3 separate regions of the Zea mays genome follow, and all the other regions are linked to region 1. The links are chromatin contacts, called in public Hi-C maps. All regions are on one chromosome and are shown on one strand. The core of a region is the stretch at or near the end of the contact, and the rest is flanking DNA. Distances in the headings are between cores, read along the strand shown.

Evidence for each region. Hi-C and Micro-C count contacts between places; a contact is called where the count stands out from the background.
Region 2: a Hi-C map of tassel shows a contact between it and region 1, with 3 times the contacts expected there. The contact joins the promoter of LOC100280285 here to the promoter of LOC100272608 in region 1. A contact is called at or near these places in 5 of 25 Hi-C or Micro-C datasets (bundle sheath, ear, leaf and 1 more).
Region 3: a contact with region 1 is called in a Hi-C map of tassel, with 2.5 times the contacts expected there. The contact joins the promoter of LOC100278939 here to the promoter of LOC100272608 in region 1. A contact is called at or near these places in 3 of 25 Hi-C or Micro-C datasets (bundle sheath, leaf mesophyll and tassel).

Annotation. Positions count from the first base shown.
Region 1 is chr3:56,312,093-56,316,252 of Zm-B73-REFERENCE-NAM-5.0, forward strand. LOC100272608 (Dual specificity protein phosphatase PHS1) reads left to right here and starts at 2,480. Exons shown (of 11, transcript NM_001147071.2): 1 at 2,480-2,898; 2 at 3,918-3,953; 3 at 4,044-4,160. The coding sequence starts at 2,815.
Region 2 is chr3:56,808,430-56,812,589 of Zm-B73-REFERENCE-NAM-5.0, forward strand. LOC100280285 (pectinesterase) reads left to right here and starts at 1,671. Exons shown (of 2, transcript NM_001153213.1): 1 at 1,671-2,797. The coding sequence starts at 1,798.
Region 3 is chr3:55,980,832-55,984,991 of Zm-B73-REFERENCE-NAM-5.0, forward strand. LOC100278939 (RING-H2 finger protein ATL3) reads left to right here and starts at 1,698. Exons shown (of 1, transcript NM_001174227.2): 1 at 1,698-2,801. The coding sequence starts at 1,746. The coding sequence ends at 2,510.

The DNA.
Region 1 (4,160 bases), core at 1,230-3,729:
CTAAAATTAGCGAAGGTCTCCTGTAGATCAGCAATGTGATTATCTTGCTTCGTGCTTTTTACAATGATATCATCAACATAAGTTAGCACATTCCTGCCTATCTGAGAATGGAGGACCTTTGTTGTCATTCTGCTGAAACTTCCTCCGGCATTCTTAAGCCCCTCAGGCATCCGAAGGTAACAATATGTTCCACTGGGGGTTATGAAGCTGGTTTCGGTTCATCCTCCTTCTTTATCCAGATTTGGTGATAGCCTGAATAGCAATCCAGCAGACTTATAAGCTCTGATGAAGCTGCTGCATCGACTAAGGAATCTATCCTTGGCAATGGAAACTCGTCCTTCGGACAGACCTTGTTGAGATCAGTAAAATCGATACACATTCTCCATTTACCATTGGCCTTCTTTACCATAACAGTGTTAGCCAACCATTCTGGATATTTTACTTCTCTGATAACTCCGGCAATGAGGAGTCTTTTCACTTCGTTCCGAGCACCTTCGGCCTTGTCATCGGACATCTTCCGAAGCCTTTGCTTTCTTGGTCTGAAGGATGGATCAACATTGAGCGAGTGCTCAATAACATCCCTGTTAACCCCGCAAAGATCATTAGCTGACCAAGCAAAAACATCTTTGTTGTTGAACAAAAACCTTATCAAGGTTTTCTCTTGTTCTTCGGACAGTTGAGATCCCAATAACACCTTCTGCTCTGCTATGTCCTCACATAAAAGCATGGGCTTCGGCTGATCATCCGAAGCAGCTTTTTCCCTTCTGAACTTGTATTGCTCACAAGCTTCAGCTCCATCTATATTATGGATTGCTTTTGAGTCTGTCCAATTTCCTTCGGCCCTTCTGGCAGCTTCCTGACTTCCATGAATAGCAATGGGCCCTTGGTCCGAAGGTATCTTCATGCAAAGATAAGCTGGATGAAGAATTGCTTCGAAGGCATTGAGAATGCCTCGACCAATGATTGCATTGTAAGGGTATTCCATGTCAACAATATCAAACACAACTTGTTCAGTCCTTGTGTTGTTGATAAATCCGAAGGTCACTGACATTGTGATTTTGCCGAGTGCTACAATCTGCCTTCCTCCGAAGCCACAAAGGGGATGCGCTACCTGTATCAACCAAAACATTATGGACCAGGAATCCTTTGATCACACAAGAGATAACCATAGCGTCGTTGTGTGGGTAATCCTTGAGTTGGAGATCCTCTTGAGAGAAGGTAATTGGAATGTGAGACCATCTTGACTTGATGAAGGGTCCCTGCACCCCGACATGCTGTACCCTTCTCTGTGCCTCCTTCTTCTGTTTCTTGTTGGCTGGCTCTGAGCATGAACCGCCTGTTATCGGGAGTACCAGCTTCGGAGCCGAAGCAGCTCCGGCTTGAATGTTGAACGAAGCCATCAGCTCAAAAAAGTGGAAGTGAGTTCATCGGAGGTGGGCGCCAATGTTGGGGACTTGCTCTCAAATGCTATGAATTAAGAACAAGGCAACATAAAATGTTAAATATCAATGCCCTTCGTCCGTCGAAGCATTATCTCCACAAGGATCAAATAAGCTTCGGACGAAGGTCACAAACATACTATTACGAAGGTTTCACCTTCGTAATTAAACTTATAAAGTTAATATAAAGTAAGGTAAAACATGAAACATTGGAGATAAATATGTTGAAAATAAATAACATCATTCACTTATATTATTAAATGAATTTAAGATATTTGAACACAATGATTAGGTACATTTATACCTTTGCCTTAACAAACAATAATTCCCGAGTGATGTGTTATCAATTACAGGAATCCGTGAACAGTAAAGGAATACTATTCACTATTTATAGGCACAGGACACAGCTCATGAAGAATTACAATTATGCCCCTCATAAAAGTTTACAACAATGACTCAGACCTTTAAGGGCTAAAAAGGTCATTTTATCTTTAAGTCGGTTCGACCCTTCGTCTTCGGATATGCTGTAGTTTCGAAGCTTCGTGAACGGTGTCTTCGACATCATGTTCAAGCAGCTTCAACTGAAGCTGTTTCTTTTTGCAGGACCTTCGGCGACGAAGTATGAACCCAACAAGTTTGTTGCATTTTATAAACTTTGTTTAGTTTATATAGTTTATCTTTGACGAGCTAAGTATTATTTAATGTTTTCCGTATTTTCGGTACTTTATTTCAATTAAAAATCATCTTTCGTAGTGCATATGAGTATGTAAGAAATGTGCGGTAGTATAAGGTAAAAGCTGTACACTGAAATTATAATAGATAAAGACTGACATACGTAAATATAGTGATGTGACGATAGTCTAATGCCTACAAGATTCGTAGCAAGTGCAGTTTTTTTCGGAAAGTTGTAGTTTTCTCACTTCCGATATCCATTTCCAGTTTTCCACTTCCACACCTAACGGCTAGGCGATGGATATTTGCGGTTCTGCTGCCGGGATCGGACGGCTTGTGTTGCCTAGCCATTCGCAACGGACCCCGTTCCCAAAAAAAAAGTCAGTAACCACCCCACAGTACTACTGAGTACTGACCCACTCCACACTTTCGTCTTCCCGTGCTTTTGTTTCTCGGACTAGGGACGCTCTCTCCCCTCCTGCAGGCAGTCACCATTACGAAAAAAGCCAACACCCGGACGGAAAGGTTGGAGCGGGGAGGAAAACTCGCGCAAGATCCCGCCTTTTCCGTCGGGGTCTGACGGCCCCGCTCCCCCACCGGAAGCCAGGCGGCCGCAAAGCAGAGGCCGTAGGCGGCGGTTGCTGAAACCTATATCACGCCAAGCGCCTGCGTAGTCAAGGGCTACTCGAGCCTTGCCCCTCCCATGGAACAGCGGGACGCGACGCAGCCAGAGGCGGCGGCGGAGGAGCGCGACCAGGAGCGGCCCTCCATTATTCCTCCTCCCAAGGTGGTTCCTTTCTCTTCTTTGGACTTGTGTTTTTGTGATCTGATCTTGTCTTTATTGATGCGCTGAGTTAGTCACTGTCGTTCTAGGCGGGTAAAAGAGTGACAAGGGAGGGGGGACTTGTTGGCAAATCTGAACTTTTATCTGCTCCGGGACATGGTTGCGAAATGCAGCTGCTTTTTGCTGGCCACTGGTCAGATTTAGGTTTGGTAATAATGGTTCTCGATACGCTTGGTGTATCCGTGAGTTTTTCATTGCTATTTAGTCTCATCTCGACTATCAAGTGCGCCTTCCCCCAAATGCAGTGAGGATTTATGCGGATTTATTTGGAGGGCCATTTCATCATGAATGGAGTAAAACAGTTTGTTCTCGTCTTGTTGTTTCAATTTTTGCACAATGCATTATGCTTGACACCTCATGTTCCAAACTAGATCAGCGTTCTGCTTCGTTTGATTTTATACATGCTAATTTCTCCAAAGGTTCGTCATATGCCAAATCTTGCAACTATCTTCCTTGTAAGACAAGGGAAGTTAACAGCACGTCTCATTCCAGTTCAAGTTGAGCATATTATGGATGTAAGTAGATTGGCCTAGACTGAGTAAGGGATGACCCATACATCAGTAGTTCATTTGGTTTACAGACACTTGTTCCTAATGAGAGATGATTTATACCGATTAAGGGAACATTGGACTCCTAACTTAATGCAATGGGTTTTGAATTGGCCCAAGTACCCAACCACTTTCATCCGCGGAGCATATGCTGGTCAGCTGGTAAAGGGAAGAGTTAATCTCATGTTAGTGTTAGTTTCTATGTGCATATACTCTTCTGTTTGCTCGAACTTGTAATATAGACAATCTTGGTGCACAAAATTCCATCTGTTCATCTTCAGAAAAAACTGCTTTAGATCTCTTTTTCTCTCTCTCGAATTTTCCATCAATCAAGACATGCCATTATAGTATTATGAAATGTGTCTATGCAGAAGAAATACATAAATGTTATATAAAATTTTACATTTCTTACAGGAAAACGAGGATAAAGATCTGAAGCTACCTTCTCGTGTAAGTGTTGTTTCTTCAATGTTCATTTGCAATTTAAAATGTGATACTTTATCTTACTGGGTAAAACCAAATAAATCTGCTTGTGTTTAGGTGGTTTCTTTATTATTTGGTGGTGATATATCGACGTCAGCACAAACATTTGAGAAATGGCTCTCATTAGTACGTAAGAGGAGTGGGGCTTTCCGGCCATCTGGGTTCCCACATCGA
Region 2 (4,160 bases), core at 421-2,920, 500 kb after region 1:
AATGCATCTACATGTTTGAGGGTAAAAACCTTCAATTTTGAGCGTAAAATCCATTAGTTATGATCATAAATACCGAGCTAAAGTGAGGGGCGCTAGTAACTCTGATGCCTAGTATTACTAATCATAAAAATCTTCAAGTTGGAGCACATATAATGATAGATAACATCGTAAATGTTCATTCACTCTCAACCATTAGCTCTCACGTCCATGTGACCACCATAAATCAAGGGATTTTATTAGGGGGTTGATTAGAAGAGTTGATTAGGGGGAATTGATTAAACAATTTGATTTTAATGGCATTTACGAACACCATAAATTAAGGGATTCCCTTTTTACTGTGCATGCAAAAAATATGCATGCGGGACATTGGTGGACGCATCCACATGTTTGAGCATAAACATCCTAATTTTAAGCATAAATATTGACATTGGTAAGCATAAAAATCCACAATGTTATAATAATGGTCAGTGTGATATCACGTTTGACATCCCCGTAACAAATGTGCGTGAATTTAGGTGGTTACCATAAAAAATCGAAGCCACGTGAGAGACGTTGTATTCATCATCATAAAAATTCCCAATAGAATGCATAAATAGTGTGCATACAACATAATCATGGAAGGCATAAACGCGGATCGGTGGGAGAACGACGCTGGACGACGACCCTAACGCCACCGGATTGGCGAACATCTCTGAAGCCACCAGATCGAATGTGGTCTTTGTCAAAGGATGCCCGAGACACGCCGGATCAGAGGAGATCATCGTCTTTAGATGCTGTCACGGGCGGTCACCGTCACCATCGCCGCTCGGCATCGGGCCATGGCCGCCGTATACACTCGCGTCGCCGCTCGGCGTCGGGCGGTTGCCGCCGCTCGTGCCTTGTGCAGTTGAGGCCGCCATGACGCTCGCGTCTTGGGGAGCTGCTCGCCGATGTCACCTAGGGCCGCCGCTCACTGACGTTGCCTCGGTCCGCCGCTCGTGCCTCACACCGCCGCTCGCGTCTCGCGCCACATAAAGCCGCCGTTGATGTCCAGCCACCGCTCGCGCCTCAAGCAGTTGTAGCCGCCGTCATGCCCCGAAACCCAATTTCTAGGGGTCTAGGCTATTTTTATAGACGTCTTGGCATGATTCGGCTAATGCCATAAGATAATTTATGCTGATGGGTGGGGGCAAGCTTGCTCGGAGTGCCTATTTCAATTGTTGTCCTAGGCACACAGCCTTGCTGAAAATTGTCCTTCATTATTTGTCCAGCATAGCACAGCACAGCACAAAGCAGTGCAGGTAAGTTACCAGTTTCCCCCTTCTTTCACTTGCTACAGCTCATGGCAAAGAAAAGTTATTTATTAAGGCTAATAGCTTTGAACTGCAGACAACAACATACCTAGCAAACAGCCAGCCACCATGGTTGAGCATGTCAACCTCTGGACTCTGGTTCAGATGACAACAGAACAATGAGCTAGCGAACTCCAGTATACTCTACTCCAGTAGCAATGTAGCATTCCTTTAATTTGTTGTCCATTAACTGACAAGTGACTAAAGACCATCCCTTATTTTTGGCGAGTCCGGCGGATCTCGGTTCCAATTCCAACACCGACACGAAAGGCTCCTACTTGCTGCACATATATAGGTAGGGCCTCTCTACATAGAGATGCATTGCATTGTGCATTGCATTGCATAAACCTCTCGTGGGAAGTGCAAACACCAAATCCGCAATCTATCTATCTATCAGCCATTCAGGCCTGCAGGCTGCAGCTCTCTCCACTGCACACTAGAGCGAGCTGCCACAGACAAGGACACAATGCCACCCATACCCAAGAGAGGCGAGCATCTCCTGGTCCTCCTAATTGTCGCATGCGCTGCCACCGCCGCCACCGCCGCCGGCACCGTCCCCTTCTACCCGTCCGCGGAGTCCGCCGCCGCCGCGCACTGCGACGGCACGCTGTACCCGGAGCTCTGCCTGTCGACACTCGCGGACATCCCGGACCTACACAAGAAGCCGCTCCCGGACGTCATCTGCGCGGCCGTGAACCGCACCGAGGACGTGGTGGTCGCCACGTCCAGCAACTGCTCGTACTACCTGCAGGACAGGTCCCTGTCGGCGCGGGACCGCCTGGCCATCAACGACTGCCTGGAGCTGCTGTCCACCACGATGGACGAGCTCCGCGCCAGCACCGCCGACCTGGCGTCCCCCGCCGGCAGGGGGTCGGCGTCGGCGGGCGTGTCGCAGGGCGCCAGGCGCGCGACGATGGAGCACGTGATGACGGTGCTTTCGGCGGCCATCACCAACCAGTACACCTGCCTCGACGGCTTCGCGTACCAGAGCGGCGGGCGCGTGCGGCGCTACATCGAGCCGACCTTCCACCACGTGTCCCGCATGGTGAGCAACTCGCTGGCCATGGCCAAGAAGCTGCCCGGCGCCGGCGCCTCAGCGGCGCCAGCGCCGCCGCGGCAGCCGTTCACGGGGTACGGGCAGATGGTGAAGGGGTTCCCCCGGTGGGTGCGTCCCGGGGACCGGCGCCTGCTGCAGGCCCCGGCGTCGGCCGTTGCCGCCGACGCGGTGGTGGCCAAGGACGGCAGCGGGGACTACACGACGGTGGCGGCGGCCGTGGCAGCCGCCCCCACCAACTCGAAGAAGCGGCACGTGATCTACATTAAGGCCGGCGCGTACATGGAGAACGTGGAGGTCGGGAAGAAGCACGTCAACCTCATGTTCGTCGGCGACGGCATCGGCAAGACCGTCATCAAGGCCAGCCGCAACGTCGTCGACGGCTACACCACCTTCCGCTCGGCCACAGTCGGTAAGTACACTGCTACTATGTTTGAGTGCTTAATTACATTCTAATTGCTCGCATCGCATCGCGCATTAAATTAAACGACCCGATCCGGTACTGCCTGTTGTGTTGACACCCGAATCCAATTCACCAGTTCATCATTGCAAAAGCGCATGCAGTGTTTGTACTAGTGGGCAGCACCCACTCGCTACTCTGTCCTGAAATTTTTTTTATCTCGGAGCGAAAAGTCAGGGAAGAATTTTTTTTTTTTTGGGGGGGGGGGGGGGGGGGGGGCGTAGAACAACTGCATAAAGTTACCGTAAAAGAGAGATAGAGAGTATAAAAGTATAGGAGGAAGCATGCATACAGGAGTATATCTTAGCTCCTAAGTACTGTAAGTATATTGCCTGTGTTGGCATGGTATTTCACGGGCTGCTAAATTTCTGCCACGAGTGGCAGCAAGCACATGTGCAGCTTTTGCTGCTGCGCTGGTCCAAATAGCACCACCACCGCCGGTCTACCCCACCGATCGATTTGGCTGCTAGCTAGCTTCTTTCGCCGCTGCAATTTCACAGTACAAAGAGCACGAAGCATACCGCGTGTACTAGATTCTTTCGCTTGCCGATTATATACTGTGCGTGCGCGTGCGCGTGCACGCACGACGGCACGAGCGATCGAGCATGCTGAGGAGGGAGAGGAGAAAAGGTGCATGCCAGCGCCACACAGATCCTCCATGCACGAGGACGCGACGTGTCTATCCATCTCTGTCGTCCGTCCGTGAGCCAGAGTGTCGGTGTGTGTAGACGTGCGCGCCAGCATTCCATTCTAGTGCGGGTTTGCTGGCGGCCTGCCTGCCTGCCTGTGACAATCTGACCCCAAAAATAAAATATCACCGGTTCTTTTTTTTTCACTAAGCGCTAAACGCTAATTTGGGAGCTCTATTTTTCCAAATAATTTCTATTTTCACAAGAGGAAATAAACTAATTTACCATGAGAAAATGAAAATCCCTTAGGATAATGTGGTTTCTAATTAGCCCTAATAAGTCCTACTAATTCTCGATTAGTTCTTGTCACGACGTGCTTAGGTAATGTTTATATATTCTAATTGGCGTTCAAAACTATAAACTTTATTTTAGTCTATCCAAAATAAATATTGTCCTCAATTCCAGAACGAAGTGGTTGGCAATATCACTGGCAGTGCACATAGTAATGGCATAAATGCTGCTGTGGTACTGGTAGGTGTAGGGCCGTATATCCCCATCAAGATTAAGTAATAATTAGCCGAGCAGCATCTTCATGCATGTGGCGGGGAGAGCCAGGCAGCCAGGGCCAGGGCCATCGACGAATTGAAAGGCGGGGCGCTATGTATGTAGTACGTACATTGTACACG
Region 3 (4,160 bases), core at 448-2,947, 330 kb before region 1:
GCACAACCTATAATTCTTGTGTCTACAAGAGCCAGCGGCAGCCACAATGAGGACCACTGTGACGAGACTCGAGTGTAGGAATACTAGTTTGGATCCACGGTTAAATTTTAGACCCGTCACTTTTAATGATTAAATACTAGTTAGATATATTAAATATAGTCTAATTACAAAACTAATTATATAAAGAAAGACTAAACGGTAAGTCAAATCTATTAAATTTAATTAGTCAATGATTCGATCATGTGCTGCTACAGTAGATATTTGCTAATCATAAATTAATTAGGCTTAATAAATTTGTGTTGAAGTTTGATCTTTATCTATATAATTAGTTTTATAATTAAATTATATTTAATACTCAATTTATATTTAAACATCGAACGAGAGACGAACTAAACTTTAGCGAGGAGAACCCACGATCTCTGACCAAGCGCCACAGCTACCGAAGGTAGAGTTTGAGGTACTGTTTGGTTCTCTAGACTAAATTTTAGTTCCTATCACGTAGGATATTTAGATGCTAGTTAGAAACATTAAATACAGTTAATTATAAAACTAAGTACACAAACGAGAATTAAATGTAGTCTATTTATAAAAACTAATTATATACATAAGAACTAAACGACGAGACAGAGTTATTAAACCTAATTAGTCCACGTTTTGCTTATGTAGTGCTACATTAAACATTTGCTAATCATAGGTCACTTAGGCTTAATAAAATTTGTCTCATCCTTTAGTTTTCAGTTGTGTAATTAGTTTTATAGTTAGACTATATTTAATACTCGTAATAGACATTCAAATATATGATATGATACGAGCTAAACATTAGTTACTAGAACCATACATATCTAAATTATTTGAGTTAGTGAAAGCATGTCTTAATTATACTATACATATAAACTTTTATATATATATATATATATATATATATATATATATATATATATATATATATATATATATATATATATATATATATATATATATATATATATATATATATATATATATATATATATATATATATAGGGGCCCGTTGATGTCGTTACGGGGCCTGTATATTTCTAAAGACGGCCGTGGGCCCTCGATGGGGTCCGGCAAGAGGGGCAAGGTCACTTTCCTCTTCTCGCTGAAGCAGGCGAGGACAGAAGCTGTGACGTGGCTGGCGGACGCCTCGCTTCCGCGAAGCTTCGCAGGTCGATCGGTCAGGGCCGACCACGCCCCCGCGCTGCCTGTCGCCGTCTGCTCCCCAGTCCCTGAGAAATTTTGCCCGGGTCCAAATCACGGCAAGGGAGGGCTTCCATGTCCCAGTGGGAGTAGTAGTTAAAGAGAGGACATCCATTGTGGAAAGAGCAGAGGAGACGAACACCCACTACCACCTGGACTGGACCTGGTTGGTTGATGCTCCTAATCAAAGTCAACTCTCTTGACCGTGCGCCTAGAACCGCCCGGTGAACGTATCACGGCCGTTCGCCTGTCCTCACACGGCGTACGGGCGGTCAGCCAGTGAGCCCCGGCCCGGGGAACGGAGACGGACTGTTGCTGACTTGCTGTGCTACTCTAGACGTCCAGCCAATGCTGAAAACCCGAGGCTACCCCTTTGATTTCCATCCCAATGTTCCGAGCATTACCAAGGGCACTTCAGTCATGAAATCACGTACTATAAGTAACTTGCTCACCGAACTCACCACACCCAAATCATCCGCGAAACCACAGCTCAGTTCGGTGAGCGCAGCGCTCGACCATCAGACATGGGCGTCAGCGACGGCGACGGCAACGGCAACGGCCCCAAGGCGAGCGAGGAGGCGGTCTCGTGCGAAGGGAGTCCCGAGTATAGGTTGCCGTTCTCCAAGCCGCACGTCCCCAGCCCACCGCAGGTGACCGACCCGACGAACTACGCCATGACTGGCAAGATCCTGCTCGCCGCGGCGGGGGCGTTCGCGGGCGTGCTCCTGGCGCTCGTCGCGCTGCACCTCTACAACAGCACACGGCGGCGGCGCCTCGGCGGCAACCAGCGGCGGCTGTTCCGGAGCCTGGCCATCGCCGGTGGCGACGAGGACCGCCGCGACGGTGACGGAGAGGGAGCGCCTCCCCCCCATCGCGGCCTCGATTCCGCTGTGCTCGCCGCGATACCGGTCGTGCTGATCGAAGCGGGCGCGGATGCGGGGGGCGGGGACTGCGCGGTCTGCCTCGCGGAGCTCGAGCCCGGGGAGAAGGCCCGCGCGCTGCCGCGGTGCGGCCACCGCTTCCACATCGAGTGCATTGGCGCCTGGTTCCGGGGGAACGCCACGTGCCCGCTCTGCCGCGCCGACGTCGTCGTCGTGGCGCCGGGCGCTATCGTGCCAGCCGAGGGCGGGGCGCTGTCGGAGGAGGTGCGGATAGACGTGGCCGGGGACGCCGTCGCCGCGACGCCCAATGGATCCACGGTAGTGCCGGTGATGGGGAGGTTGCATAGCGGCCGGGATCTTGAGAAAGCCAGGCGGGTCTTTGCTTCCACCCGATTCTCTTCCTTCTGACAGGGCTCCATTGGCTCCCACAGCCACAGACTACAGGACCTCGGAAGCTTCCTCTGATTTTCGCACATGGACACCTCGATTGTTTCGGAGCGTTCTGCCATTAGACTGTACATAGATTTGTTGGTGATGCCAGCTGTGTTTTGCCATGATTTGTAGTACGATTTTTTGCGGACGAACTCATGGACATATCTGTCTCGACGTTGACTCGAGACATGTAAACTGCTTGGATGCTATTTGCTTCACAACATTAATGATTGATAGTTGTAATAAATTTGAATAGGTGGAGCTACTAATGTGATATTTTATTTCGGCTGAATCTAAACAAATATAATCTAACGTTATCAATTATCTATCACGTTACAATATGTAAACAAAGTGCTCGCAGTAAAGGACGCCCTCGCGTCGCTCCGCTTGGGGCGTCTCGGGGGCAGGCAACCAGGCCGCGCCACCACCGGTCCACTCCACACTTGCCCTTGCCGGCCGGTGCCGTCGCAGCCGGCGGCAGTGGCGGCTAGCGGTGGCTGTCGACCCAAGTCGGCTTCTCCGCGACCTCCCACTCGTGCCTCCTCTTCTCTCTCCGTCCCCTCCCCACCCTGCTCTCCTCTCTCCCTCCCCTTCGTCGACGTTGGGTGGGGCTCCGGCGCGTCTTCGGCCAGATCCGGGGAGCTCGTCTTTGGATCTATGGTCCCCTGCCATGGATCCAGTTGTCCCCGCATGGGACCCGTCCGACGACGCTCTCCGGCTCCCGGCATGGAGGGCCACCATGGTTCGCTGCTGGCTTGGGACCTAGGCGCGGCTCAACGCCGGAGCTAGCTGGCGGGTTGCTCGTGCAGCTAGTGGTGGAGGCAGCGGCGGTATCATCGTGCCCCTAGCTAGCCCACGGCGGCGGCGTCCGCCCATCGCTGCTGCTCAGGGGGCTGGAGGGGTGCCTGGTCTGCGTGCTTGCGCAGCTGATGCGCGAAGGGCTGGATCTGGCGCGCGTGAGGTCGACCGCCTCCGCGTGCCAGCATCGGAGGCGCCGGCAGGCTGGTCCCGGGCCAGTGCATGAGCCGGGTGGAGTTCGGCGTTGGTGCATCGACAGGCCTACAAAGTCGACCAGAATGGCGGTGGCGGGACCTCCTCTCGTCTGCGGCAGCGTCGGCTAGTGGCTCGGGCTTGTGCAAGGTGGTGATGGTGGCAACAGGCCCCAAAATCTTCATCATTGTGTGGGGCGTCGGGGCAGCGACGATGGTGAAGGCAGCTTGCTGTGTCTCGAGGTTTCGGCCAGACGCTGTGCTGGGGGCTCTTGAGCGAAAGTCTCGGCGACGGTGACACCCATGGGTGCCGCTTCCCCTGTTGAGGTCGTCGCATCCCAGCGCTATCTTCCTTGGGTGAAAGCCCGGTCCATCGCGGACAGGCGACGATGGCGTCACGGTGACGTCACTCCCTTCCTGAAGGCGTCGCTTCTTAAGTTCGTCTCGGCCACGTCTTTGCCTTCGGCCGTTGCTTCGCTTCTCGGCGCCTGGTTTGCGAGTGGAGGTGGGGTTTTGTAACGTGAAGCCGGAGTTGCTACGTCAGGGGATATGACTCGACAACGATAACATGAGGCAAACCTCCCTTCTTCGTAGTCCAGAATGTTTCGCAGGTCGGGCTAAAACCGGAGGCAGGGCA